2 separate regions of the Mus musculus genome follow, and region 2 is linked to region 1. A link is a contact called in public promoter capture Hi-C data. All regions are on one chromosome and are shown on one strand. Each heading gives the region's core, a stretch centred on a gene start, on an enhancer-like site or on the middle of the called end of the contact. The rest is flanking DNA. Distances are from core to core; before and after follow the strand shown. Region 1 holds the start of Mau2 (MAU2 sister chromatid cohesion factor). Region 2 holds the start of 2010320M18Rik (RIKEN cDNA 2010320M18 gene).

Region 1 (6,433 bases), core at 2,516-5,015:
GCTCACAACCATCCGTAATGAGATCTGATGTCCTCTTCTGGTGCATCTGAAGATAGCTACAGTGTACTTAGGTATAATAATAAATAAATCTTAAAAAAAAAAGTGTCACCATCTATCTTTTGCTTTTTAAACAAATATGTGTGTGCACGCATGTGTGTGTGTATATATATATATATGTACACACACACACACACACACACACACACACACACACACACACACACATGTATATGATCTTATCCAATCTGACAATTTGCTTTGTGTGAGTAGGTGTGTGTGCATATGCACCGGAATGTGGAGGTTAAGCATCAGGCTCTATATTTCCCTTACTCCCTTGAGAGGAGGCAAGCTACTAGACAGCAAGGCTTAGTGCTCCACTTGTCTCTGCTCCTCAGCAGCCACTACACTGGGGTTCCCAATGGGGTCATGTGTAGGCATACTGGCCATGTCAGATCCTTCCCATGGACACTGGGATCTGCACTTGGACCCTCATTTTTTTTTTTTTTTTGAGACAGGGTTTCTCTGTATAGCCCTGGCTGTCCTGGAACTCACTTTGTAGACCAGGCTAGCCTCGAACTCAGAAATCCGCCTGCCTCTGCCTCCCGAGTGCTGGGATTAAAGGCGTACACTACCACCGCCCAGCTTTGCACAAGATAGTGGCTTATGGACAAGGTCCTAGGGCCACTCCAAGGACAATAATGTCATTTAAAATAAAACTCAGGGTACATGAATGGAGGAGCAACTGTGACTAATAGAGTTTTAGAGGTATTGAGCTGGGGTGACTGATGGAGGGCACAATGTGATGCTGTGGGAGATCTTTCAGGAGTCAGCTTTCTGTTACACCAAGGGAAAGTACTTCACAAGGGTCAGGGTTTTAATTACTGGTTCAAAGCCAAGTGCTAAAAGAGAGCAACTGCAGGCATGATTGCACGGGGCTCTGTGGATGAAATACGAGGACACACTGACACCCAAAGAAACAAAGGGGAAAGGAAGGTAGTGGGATTAACTGCCCTGAACAAATAAGAAAAGAACATTTCAGAACCAGCCAGGCCCTGGCAGCCTCCGGCTTGCACCTACACTGAAGCCTGGCACTTGGCAGGGTCAACCTCACTCACTACTGCCCTGGATGCTCCAATCCACTTCTGGCCCCAGGCACACCTTGTTATTGACCTGAAACCTTGAATGGGCTCACTAGCTCACACCATTCAAATGTCATTCATGCAAATAAGAGGCTCCCTCATCCCTATTATCAACTCTATCCCTTCCTCTGGTCCAGTGTCCATAGCTCTTATACTAATAGCCTTATTGAATGCTAGTCTCACTAAAGAAAAAGCTACCATGCGCAGGACTTTTCAGTCTGCTCATACCCAGACAGTCCAGGACAGGCTTGACACTTGGTGGGAGGGGAACAAATAACTCCTTGATGAATGAATAAGACAACAACAGCAAAAAGCACTAACACAATAATGACATCTTATTCTAGTACAGAAACTAGTGATCATTAAACTGAGGTGACTAGAGAGAGATGGGTAGTTAACAACACATATTACTCTGCACTGGACCCAAGTTTGGTTCCCAGAAACTCCATCAGGCAGCTCACATATAACTCTAACTCCAGCTCCAGGGTACTCAGAACTTTGATTCAGTGGGCACAACATTTAAGAGCATATATCCACACATATAATTAAAAATAATTGTATCTTTTTTTTTAACTCACAAATTTGATTAGCCCAGGTTTTTGGTCTTTTTGAGGTAGGGTTTCTCTATGTAGCTCTGGCTGTCCTGGAACTCCTCTGTGAACCAGGATGGCTTCAAACTCAGAGAACTGCCTACCCTGCCACTGCCCAGCTCAGGTTTCACCTCTTTTTTAAATGTATGTGAGCACACTGTAAGCTGTCTTCAGACACACTAGAAGAGGGCATCAGATCCCAGTACAGATGGTTCTGGGAATTGAACTCAGGATCTCTGAAAGAAGAGTTAGTGCTCAGAACTGCTGAGCCATCTCTCCAGTCCCATCCCTGGTTGGTTCTGTTGAGACAAGGTCTTCTATGTAGCCCTGACTCTTTGGCAACACTCACAGAGATCCATGTGCCTGTCTTCTGAGTGCCAGGATTAAAGGCATCTGCCACCCTACCCAGCTCTTTTTGATTATAATTTTTTAAAATTAATGGTATTATTTGTTGTGTATGATATGTATGAGTGCAGGCAAATTTGGAGATCAGAAGGCAATTTTTGAGAGTGTTCACCTTCCACTCAAACTCAAGTTATCAGGCTTGTGCTGCAAAAGCCTTTACCCACAAAGTCATCTAAGCAGACCTGCTTTCTTTGAGATATTCTTCCTGTGTAGCCGAGGCTAGCCTCTTGCCTCTCCCTTGAACATGTACATCACAGGTATGTGCAACTATGCCTGTAATCTCAGTACTTGGGTGGCCAGGAAGGATGACAGCTGGGAATTGAGACCAATTCTTTGCTACATCGTGTAAGACCACGACAACCCCCCCCAACACAAAAACAAACAAAAAACCCAAACTTCACACAGTGTGGTCTTTGCTAAATCACTTTACTTAGCTAAGCCTATACGGTTTCACTCTTGAAATAAGGAAGTTTATTGGTTCAGTGAGGATTAGAAGCTCTAACTATGCACAGTGTGGGAAACAAGAATTTTGATCCCCTCCTGAAGGCAATTTACTAGACTGTCTGCAGGTCAGAACATTAAACATCTGAATAGTCAAGGAAACAAAGATAGGAAAATGGCAAAAAAGAGGCGGAGGTGTGGAAGAGACACAGTTGCCATGAGAAGAAACAAGTCTTACTGAGAAGCTGAATGACAGCTACCTCTTGAAATTCTGTGAAGCACCAAGACGTCACAAATCAAGTTGGAGGCGGAGTGGGGACTCTTTCAAAGATGGACCATTTCGTGGTGGGAGAAGAAGCCACCAACAGTGAGACTGACCTCCAGACCCCCGAGGTGCAAGTGACTCTAGAAGCTACTTTCTGCACTTCAGGTCCTCACAAGGCAACAACGTTCAACAAGAGGCTGAAGGCCTCACCTTCCCCAATATCCATGCCACAAGGATCTGGGACTCCAGACCTAGACACCTGACTGTCAGAAGTCCTGGACTTTCAGATTTCCTGCGACCTCGCTTTCACACGTCAGGGAGCTCGCATCTCTTCCTTAGGTAGGTGCTTCTAGGCTGACGCTCTGGGTCCTGTTCCCGCGGCCACCCGACTAGGAGGGTCCCCGATGCAAGCACCAAGTAGCTGAAGAGGGACAACTTTCCCGGTTCCCGGGTGAGAGGGCGTGGCGGAGCCGCGTCTGTCACCGCAGGTGAGGGCGAGGCCTTCGGAAGTCCCAAGCCCGACGAGGCGGAGAGGATCGAGTCCCCGGTACCCGCGGCCCGCCCGCCTGGCCCGCACACTCACCGCCTTCTCCAGGTGGCTGCGCGCCTGCTCGCTGTTCTTCGTGTGGTGGTAAAGCACCGAGCCGAGCTGCAGGTGCGTCCGGGCCTCGATCCGCTGAGGCGGCTTGAAGGGGAACACGGCCTGCAGGCAATGAACGCACAAGCGGATCTTGGGCGGGCTAGATGTTCGGAAGTGCTCGGCGAAACCCAGGAGAGCCAGATACCACGACTCGGCTGCCTCGGCCTGTGCGGCCTGTGCGGCGGCAGCCTGAGCTGCAGCCGCCGCCTGCGCCGCAGCCGCCGCCTGTGCCGCCATCTTGGCCCGCACAACAACAAGCCGCCTCCACAGAGAGGCGGAAGCACCTTGAGGGGCGGGGCCTGGCGACCCGCAATTCTCGCGAGAACTGCTACGCAAGGACTTCTGGGTCTTATGGTGTGTGTTCGAAGTGGCTCCGACTGAGGAAGACTCTGAGGAGAGGATGATACCTCTGCATCATCGTAACTGAGAGTAATACACGTTCGTGAACTGACGCCGGCGTTTCTGTGGAGAAGACGCCCGGTGTCCTAGAAGGGGGTTGGACGAGATTGTCGGAGAAGGACTACATTTACCATCAGACCAAGCGCACTATAACAGAGCCTCCCTCTTCTCAGGTGGCGCCGGAGCATTGTGGGATTGGATGAGTCTCAAGATGGACAACCGGGATGTTGCAGGTAACATCCCCCGACTTCCCTTCGCCGCCCGCCTGGGTTCTCGCGACTGCACGTCTCCTGTTCACCCTACTTTCTGTCACGGACCTGACACGCGGACTTCTCGCCTCAGCCCCAGGGAAACTTACAGTAACGTTGCGTGTGCCCTTCTCTGGTCTGCCGAGACCCCAGACTCGGGTTCGCCCCCCAACCCCCGCCCGTGGCTGAGGAGCGCTCCTGGTCTCCCTCAAAGGCCTGGGCGCCGGGTGGGAACCGCATGGGCTTTCCCAATAAACTGCTCTCGGGCCGGTGGCATCCACAGCGGACAGCCTGGGACATCCCTCCTGCCCCTCCGGTCCCCTTTGGCTTGGGTCCTGCCTTGTGGGAAATGTGCGTTTCCGAACTGCACTGGGTCAGCCAGGGCGGTTTCCCACGGTTACGGGTTTAGCTCTCCCTGTGCCCCTAGGATGAAATGCATTTGCCCATTCACCATATGCTTCCACACTTGCTGGGTGCCAAACGCTGTGCTAAGCTTGCGTGTCAGTGCACCTGGAAGCAAATTTTGCAAAGAACTAGTTCTCGTGACGTGAGGTTGGATGCTGCTAATATATTGAAGGTCAGGGAAGGCTTAACAGTTTTTAAAAATCCATTTGTCTTTATGTCTTTGTGTGTGAGTACCTGGAGCTGGAGTTATAGTAGGCCACCTGGATGTTTGCTTGGATTCTCTGGAAGAGTGACAAGCACTCTTAACCTCTGAGCCATCTCTCTGGCTCCATGAAAAGTCTTTCTTGAGTACAAGATGTTCCATATGAGTAGATGCTGTCTATAGGAAGGCAGAGGTTTCACCACAGAGGCTGGATAGGCCTCAGAGTGGACTAGGATTGTCTCCTTGGAGATTGTTATGAATGAAATGGAAATAATTAGGGGTGTCAACTCTGGTAGTGTCTAGGGAGTCAGTTTTGCTTTCAACATTTAGAATTTAAGGGCTGACGAGATGGTGGTAGTTAAAATGCTTGTTGCCCAAGAGTGAGGACCTGGCTCCCCATCTTCAGTACTCATGTAAAAAAGCCAGATGTACTGTTGTGTGCCTGAAAGCACAGGACTTCGGACTGGACACAGGTGGATTCCTGGGGTGTATTGGCAGCCACGCACTGAAACGGGCTTTAAGGTTTTGTGAGCTGCTCTGTACCAAAAAATTAGGCAGAGCGACAATAGGAATGCTTTTAATCCCAACTCCTGAGGGGTAGGTGGACATCTGAATTCAAGGTCAACCAGGGCTGTGCAAACTGAGACCCTGTCTTTTTTTTTTAAGTTGGTGAGTGATGGCCTATGTTTTTAGTCCTAGAACTTGGGACATTGGAAAGTGCAGGTTGGTCTCAGTGAGTTTGAGGCCAGCCTGGTCTACAGAGTGAGTGCCAGGTGTTGGAAGGTAAAGGTGGGTCTCTGAGTTTGAGGCCAGCTTGGTCTACAAAGTGAGTTCCAGGGCTATACAGAGAAACCCTGTCTTGAGAAAATAAAAAACAAACAAGGGGGAGAAAAAAGAAAGAGAAGATACCTGATGTCAACCTCTGGCTTGCACAGTGCCTATGCACATACATACAAATTTAGTGTTTAAACATAGCATAGTGGCACATGTTTGTGATCTGCACTGGAGAGTCAGAGGGAGGAGGCTTGTTTCAAGTGGAAGCCAGTCTGGTCTACATAGGAAGAAAATGGGCTGGTGAGATGGCTGAGCAGTTAAGAGTACTTGCTGTTCTTGCAGAGTACCTGATATCTAGCATCCACTTGTCAGCTCACAAGCATTTATAACTCCCAGGCAGTCACATGGTACACAGTCACCCACCCCCAAACCTTTTAAAAAATATATTTAGATAAATGTAGAATTTTTCCTGAGAACCCTTAGGATACAATTCTAGGGTTTGTTGTTGTTTTGTTTTGAGACAGGGTCTCAGTACATATCTGTGGTTGGACTTGAACTTACAGAGATCTGTCTCCTTCTGCCTCACCAACTCTGGGGTTAAAGACCCAACTACGCCCCCCCCCTTTTTTTTTAAATGATAGTAGACACTTTTTTTTTTAATCTTTGAGAACAGTAGTTCTCTCTTTCTCTCTTTTTAAAAAAGATTTATTTATTATTATATCTAAATACACTGTAGCTGTCTTCAGATGCACCAGAAGAGGGCATCAGATCTCATTACGGATGGTTGTGAGCTACCATGTGGTTGCTGGGATTTGAACTCAGGACCTTTGGAAGAGCAGTCGGTACTCTTAACCACTGAGACATTTCTCCAGCCCTACAGCCCTATTTTAATGAAGCAGAGTCTCATTAAGCCTGTGTTTGTCTG
Region 2 (6,433 bases), core at 1,333-3,832, 730 kb after region 1:
CACCTCCACTTCCGGCTGCCTGATTGTCTTCAACAGGTTTGTGGGGTCCTTGCCTCCCACTCTGCAGCACACTAAGGCCAGACATCCCACCTTTTCTGGCATTATGGCTCAGTAAGAACAAGGTTAGAAGCTCACATAGGGGCCTTTGCAGGAGTTGTGCTCTGTGCCTGGAGGGCCTAAGCCCTCAACTCCTCACCACTCTGGTCACCAGAGTGACACATTCTCACTTCCTGAATAAGAAGCCTGACCAGGACCTGGCTCCAGGGGTGAGCTCACTGACAGCAGCGTCCCAACACAAGTACCCTACATTCACCAGAGAAAAGAGACCACAGAACAGTCTGAGTGGACTCATTCCTTCTCCACGGTGTCTGCTCACCTGACTCAGAAGATCCATCCAAGGGCCTGGCGGGCAACGGACGGGGCCCCCGTGGGCGAGGGCCTGGTCGAGCCAGAGCCACGGGTCCTAGGAACTCCACGTATGTCCCGGGGAAGTCCCCTCGCTGTCGGGTGCGCTCGTTGAAGCCAGGCATCCAGCCCACATTGTGTGGGCAGCGCTCTCCTCCATCAGCCACACCAAGTGCCTGTAGGGCCACCCGGCTCACCACCAGGAGGTCCCCAGGGAGCAGCTCCAGGTCTTCAGGCCGCTCCCGGCGGAATGGGTACACAGCCCTGTACTGGAAGCCCTCGGCTCCTGCCATGGCTGGCCTGGGGGGTTCTGGACCGTCAGCTGGCTCCCCGGGGCTCTAGGGACCCCATGGGCTGGTGCGGCCTGTGTGGTGGGCTTGTAGACCTCTACTTCCAGAAGTCACAGGCGACCTCGGGGGCCGCACATGCCTAGATGGCCATCTGTCACAGAGGCCACCATTTAGTCACCTGTGCAATGATGTTCCTGGTGTTTTCTCAAATTATTTGGCTTGTGTCACCCATCAGATGGTCAAGCTGGGATAGGTGGATCACTCCTTCATTAGCTGGGCTGTGGGTGCCCAGGCTTACTGGCTCTTCAAGATGTGCCTGACACCAGACGAAGGGACCCAGACCACAGGCTGCTACCATGCTCAGCCGGGAACACCAGCCTAAAGGACATGGACAAGGCGGAGTGAGCCAGGACAGAATCCCCCAGTGACCTTGGGGCTGGCCCCTGTCCCACTACTGATTAGTCTCCCCATCCGAGAGGCCACACTGACAGCCTTTCTTCGGGGTGCTGGGAGCTGAATGCTTTGCTGTCCCCACTAGGGTTGTGGGAACTGAAGTTCAGAGCTCTCTGAAGAACCCCACTCATCAGGAGGAAGCCAACCACAGATGCACCCAAGTTCAAGGCAGGAACAAAGACAGTGACCACATGGCCAGTTAGACTTGGGGTTATTGGGGAACCCCAAGAAGGGGTTGAACACCTGAGCAGTGGACATGGCCTATCAAGAGCTGTGGCCTGGGTGGGCATCCAAGGAAACAGAAGCCTTGGTTCCTGCAGGGGAGGTTGAGACAGGGTGCAGGGGTGTCCCCAGCTTGCCTTAGCCTGGGGCTCTCTGGTGATGCAAGAGAGGGGAGGTGTCAAGAAGAACCATGGTCACCTTAGTGCCACAGTAGGATGGGGACAGGAGCTGGACACCCCACATTGGGTCCTAGCCTGGGTCCCCATTCCAGCCTGCAGTTGGGTCTTCTGTGCATCCTCCTGGGGGAGCAAGGCTGACAGGTCCTCGTATAGGGACAGGGCAATGCATAGACAGACCGGTTCCTGCAAAGGCCCGATGGTGGAAGACGCCTGTCTAGGATGCAGAGGCTTTCAGAAAGAAGCCATGAAAAAGGCGTTTAGCGTGCCAAGGGGAGGGTCTGGGCTTCATCCCCAGATCTCGGGGACCCGGTGCAGGTGTCCTAGAGGGACTTAAGGCTTTGTGGTCCAGGGTATCCGGTGTGACTCACTGTCCGGCCTCTTGTGGCCTGCATGTTATAGGTAGGGAAACTGAGGGTCGGAGAGGCCTCTCCTAAGAAAGCCACCCGTCTGCCCGCCCCCGTGCCGAGCACGTCTGCACACCATGGGGGGAGGGTATCGCGGAACCCCCAATGCAAAAGGAGGGGCCTACGATGCACGCATAGTCTGTGTGCTCACACAGACGGGCCCCTAGACCCTCGTGCACCCCGAAGACCCCTGGACGACGGAAGTGGCCGGATCCGGGGTCGTGTCCCGCTCTCCGCCCCGTTGCGGGCGGGGACCTCCCGGCCTTAGAGACCCTGTCTCTACCCCGCAGGCTGCACAGCCCCACGCTCAGCTCGGAGCCCGGTTTTGTGCGGCTCCTTCTCTCCTCGGGTCCTCCCCACCACCATCGACTCACCCACTCCGGCCGCCGTCGCCACCACCACGACCGCCGCCGCCGTCGCCGCAGCCGCGGGATCCCTGCGTCAGCCACCGTCGCCGCGGTTCCAAGCCTTCGGGCCCGCCCCCAGGCGGAAATAGCCGAGCGCACTCGGGTCGGGAGGGCGGGCCTTTCCCCCCACACGAGGCGGAGCCCGAAGACCGAGGCACGCGGGCAAGCCTCCGGAAGCTGCCGAGTGTGCTCCCGCGGGAATGGGAGGCTGGGCTTTGCCACGAGACAGCCGAGGCTGGTCGGAGACAGCCGAGCACGGCCGTCGGAGGCTCACGAAAACACTAGAAAGCGGAAGGGTCGGGAACGCATTCGGTCCGAAGCTGGGCTCGGTGGACTTGGGACTCTGAGATACCCGAGCCATTCCGGAAGCAGCAGAACGTGCCATAACAGGGGTTTGTTTGTGTTTTTTACGAAGTCGTGAACCTGCCAGACCGCGGAATGTGTCTGGGAGGAACCGAACGACCTCAACTCCAGGCCTTGGGAGTTGACTCGGAGGCCGCCGATAGCTTCCGGAAATTGCCGAAGGTCCACTGGACGAGCTCGGCAGCTGTACCCTCAATGGAGAGCCGCTGGTGGAAGGAATGGAAGGCGAAGGCACTGCCATGACAACCCTAGGCGTCCGGAAACAGCCGAAGTGTCTCCGGCCCAACACGCGCGAGAATGCGGCTTATCAGCGTCCGGAAGCGAGATTGTTTCCGGAAATACGGACAGACTCTGGCGAGACGGAGAGAACCAGAAGTTGCCGAGCTTGTTCGGCTGATTTCCGAGGGATTCATTTATCTATTTTAGCTCACCGCAAAGACTAGGGTAGAAAATTGGGACGGAGGGGTTGCAGCGAGAGTTCGGCAGTTAAGCATGCTCACTGCTCTTGCACAGGATCCAGGTTCAGTAAATTACAGCCGCGTATAACCCGACTGGAATTAAAAGCAAGAGCTATGACGCCCAGCGTTTTGGATTTTTCCTTTTTAAGATTTTGTGTTTTTCTTCATGTTCAACTGTGCGCCTTGTGAGTACCTGGTGTCTGTGGAAGTTAGAAGAGACATCGGATGCTCTAGAACTTGAGTTACGGCTGTGAGCTGCCATGTAGGTGCTGGGAATACAACCTGGGTCCTCTAGAAGAGCAGCCAGTGCTTTTAATCATTGATTCCTTTGGCTTTATTATTTGAAACAGGGTCTTGTTATTAGCCCAGGCTGTATCTGAACTCATGATCCTTCTGCTTCGTGCCTCCCCACGCCCCCACCTCCAAGTGTTAGGATTACATGTGTATACAGCCATGCCTGGAAACACTTCATTTTAGAGATGAGATTTTGCCCTATTGCCCTAGCCAGGATCCCAGCCTGCTAGGTAGCTGGGATGCAGGCTGGCTTGGATTAAGTGTTTAACCAAACCCCTATACAGCCAACAAAACTCACTTAGATGATATCGAGCCATCAGTTTTTCCCTACCCCCAGCCACTCACAAATGCACACACCAGTATCAGATGTCTTCATGGGACTTTATTTGATGCCAGCTCCAAGATGGGTAGAGGGCTACTCATGCACAGCCTTGGTCTCCCTTCCAGCAGAAGGTACTGGCTGCGAGTCAGGGAGGTGCAGAGGGTTTGAGTGCCTGCGAATTCCCCTCGTGGAGTGTGTAGAGCTGCACCACTGGCAACCTACTACATGGCTGCTAGATCACACAGCATGGGAGTCTGGGCTCCCCCATGGCCATGCTCACAGTAGGGCTAGGAGAGCCTGTCCTGGGCTGCCACTCTTACTGGACCATTGTGGGACATGCCTCTGGCCTTAGGAACCTCAGCTTCTTGGATCACACAAAGCTGGGGGGAATTCAGGTGTGCTCAGTGCACATGAAGTGTGCAAGTCACTGGGGTTAGTCCTGTAAAGAGGCACAGAATGGGAAAGACACTCCTCTAGAATTACACAGCATAGCTGGGGTCCACACTCGGTCCTCTGGCACTCACCATGCTGGGCCTCGTGCACATGGGCATAGACTTTGTGGTGCAGGGGTTGGTGGTCAGGCATGGTCCTCACTTGGGACAAGTGCTTTGTCCCACCCTGCAGTGGACACCTTCCCCACCTTGATGGCCCTTAGGTCTGTCAGTTACTTCCTGCAAGGTATATGGGCTATTCTGCCTCAAACCAGAGCATTCCTCATCCCCCAAGTCCTTTGTTCCCATACTTCCCCTAAACTGAAGCATGCAGGATCACAGGCAGAGTGGAGTAAGGACAGTCTGAGGAGAGCTATTCAGACACAGAAGGTAGTCTTCAGAGTATAGCCTGCCACAGAATTGGTGATCCGCCTGCTTTAGGGTGCAGCTTCCAAATTCTGTCAAAACTCAGTAGGGACCAGCTTTTGTGTGCCTTCAAGTGGGTCTTGGGTTGGGAATGGGATGGACATACACATACACACACACACACACACACACACACACACACACACACACACACACACACACACACGGAAAGGACAAACTAGAAAACACAGAAGTTGCCCAAAGTGCTTTGCCTTGACCCAGAGAACAGGGTCTGTAGGCTGTGCTCCAGGGGCCAAGGACAAGACAGCCGAGTCCACCAGGCGGGCCAGCCTGGCTATTGCTTATAAAAAGTAATAAATTAGTCGCGAGGGCTTGCTATTTACAAGTCACTGGCACCCCCATCCCAGCCCTTCCTGGGAAGGGGGCACCCTCGGCCGAGTCCCAGGCTGATAGCTGCACCCCATCTAGGTGTGACTTGGTGAAGATGATAGCTGCATAAGGAACTGCAGCCAGAGGTGGTCAGTCTTTCCTGGCATGTCCTGGGGTTCCAGGTGTGGCCTCTGCACCCTGCACAGCGATCTTCGGCACCCCGCGAGGCGGCCCAGGCTCCTCATCGAAGCTCACCTCCTGCACTGCCTCCTGCTTCTTGAAGGAATCCCGACGCTCTGATAGATGCAGCCTCCTCATGACGACCAGCTCAGCCTCGGCCCCCCGGGCGCGCCGGCCTCCATCCCCATCCAGCCTCTCACTGGTGCCTAGGCCCAGCTTGTCGGCTGACTGGCCCCTACGCAGCCTAGGAGACCGGGCGGGTATGGGGATGTGCCCCGGAAGGGGGGATGGTGAGCGTGGCGGGGGCGTGGGCACGGGCGGGCAGGCCAGCGGAGATGGAGGGATACTGCTTGTGGACTTGCGGCGACCGCTCTTGTGACGAGGTGGTCCGAGCTTGGCTGCCAGGCCATGCAGGGAGCTGGGACGGGTGTGACCAGTGGCTGGAGAAGCGGGGCTGCTGGAGCTTGGGGACACATTGGGTGGGGATGCTGTGTCTGTGGGCAACAGGAATTGGTCAGTGTCCCCCTCCTAGCGGTGGGGCCAAACTGGCACTGCCTATGCCCTCCAGTATTGCCACCCACCCTTGGCCTTGCTTTAATGAACTCTTACCCACCCTTCAAAGCCAGGCCTCACTGACCCACCCCCTCCTCCCAGAAACCTCTGCCTCCTCTTTGCATAGTCTGACCCTTAAATAATGAACACAAGGCCACCAAGCCATCCACTGAACTCAAGCACAGCCATGACTCCTTACTGATTGTTATCACAGGCGTGCGTATACATTCATATCCACAGGCAGAGTTTCATAAAGCCAGGCTGAGAGCCCGCCCACCTGTGGGGGCGTCGGGGGCAGGGCTGCGGCAGGGCGTGGTGGGGCTGGGAGACAGGCTGTGAGTGGGTGATCCGGGGAGGCTCTCGCTGGAGGACAGAGAGTGCTGGAGGCCTGAGGAAAAGCTACGGCTGGTGTGGAGCACAGAAGATGGCTTTGAGATCCTCTTAAACAGAGACTTCCGCCTGGGGACAGACATGGTAACAGTGAGGGAGGCTGAGAAGTCTGGGAGTTGCTGGGGCCTCCCTGCCTCCCTGCCTCCCTGCTCACCGGTCCTGGGTCTCACGCCGGCGGCTGCGCTTACTCCTACGGGCCATGCGGCCCTTGGCCACGTTCTTCCGCGCGGGTCCCACCTTGATGGAGGTGTTCTCCAGGGCCGTGGTGCGCAGGGAGATCTTGTTGCCACTCTGCGGAAGGAACACCAGTCACCTGAGAGCTTTCCA

Evidence for each region. Capture Hi-C pulls out chosen DNA fragments and counts their contacts.
Region 2: a contact with region 1 is called in a promoter capture Hi-C map of pancreatic islet. The contact joins the promoter of 2010320M18Rik here to the promoter of Mau2 in region 1. A contact is called at or near these places in 1 of 39 promoter capture datasets (liver) and 1 of 9 other capture datasets (pancreatic islet).

The regions. Positions count from the first base shown.
Region 1 is chr8:70,038,969-70,045,401 of GRCm38.p6, forward strand. Mau2 (MAU2 sister chromatid cohesion factor) reads right to left here and starts at 3,766. Exons shown (of 19, transcript NM_001376946.1): 1 at 3,424-3,766. The coding sequence starts at 3,717. It overlaps Sugp1 (SURP and G patch domain containing 1), which reads left to right and starts at 3,819. Exons shown (of 14, transcript NM_027481.3): 1 at 3,819-4,112. The coding sequence starts at 4,079.
Region 2 is chr8:70,774,280-70,780,712 of GRCm38.p6, forward strand. 2010320M18Rik (RIKEN cDNA 2010320M18 gene) reads left to right here and starts at 2,583. Exons shown (of 1, transcript NR_029440.1): 1 at 2,583-3,327. It overlaps Pik3r2 (phosphoinositide-3-kinase regulatory subunit 2), which reads right to left and starts at 2,433. Exons shown (of 16, transcript NM_008841.3): 1 at 2,328-2,433; 2 at 377-1,073. The coding sequence starts at 698. It overlaps Mast3 (microtubule associated serine/threonine kinase 3), which reads right to left. Exons shown (of 26, transcript NM_199308.2): 24 at 6,261-6,397; 25 at 5,994-6,175; 26 at 3,838-5,658. The coding sequence ends at 5,135.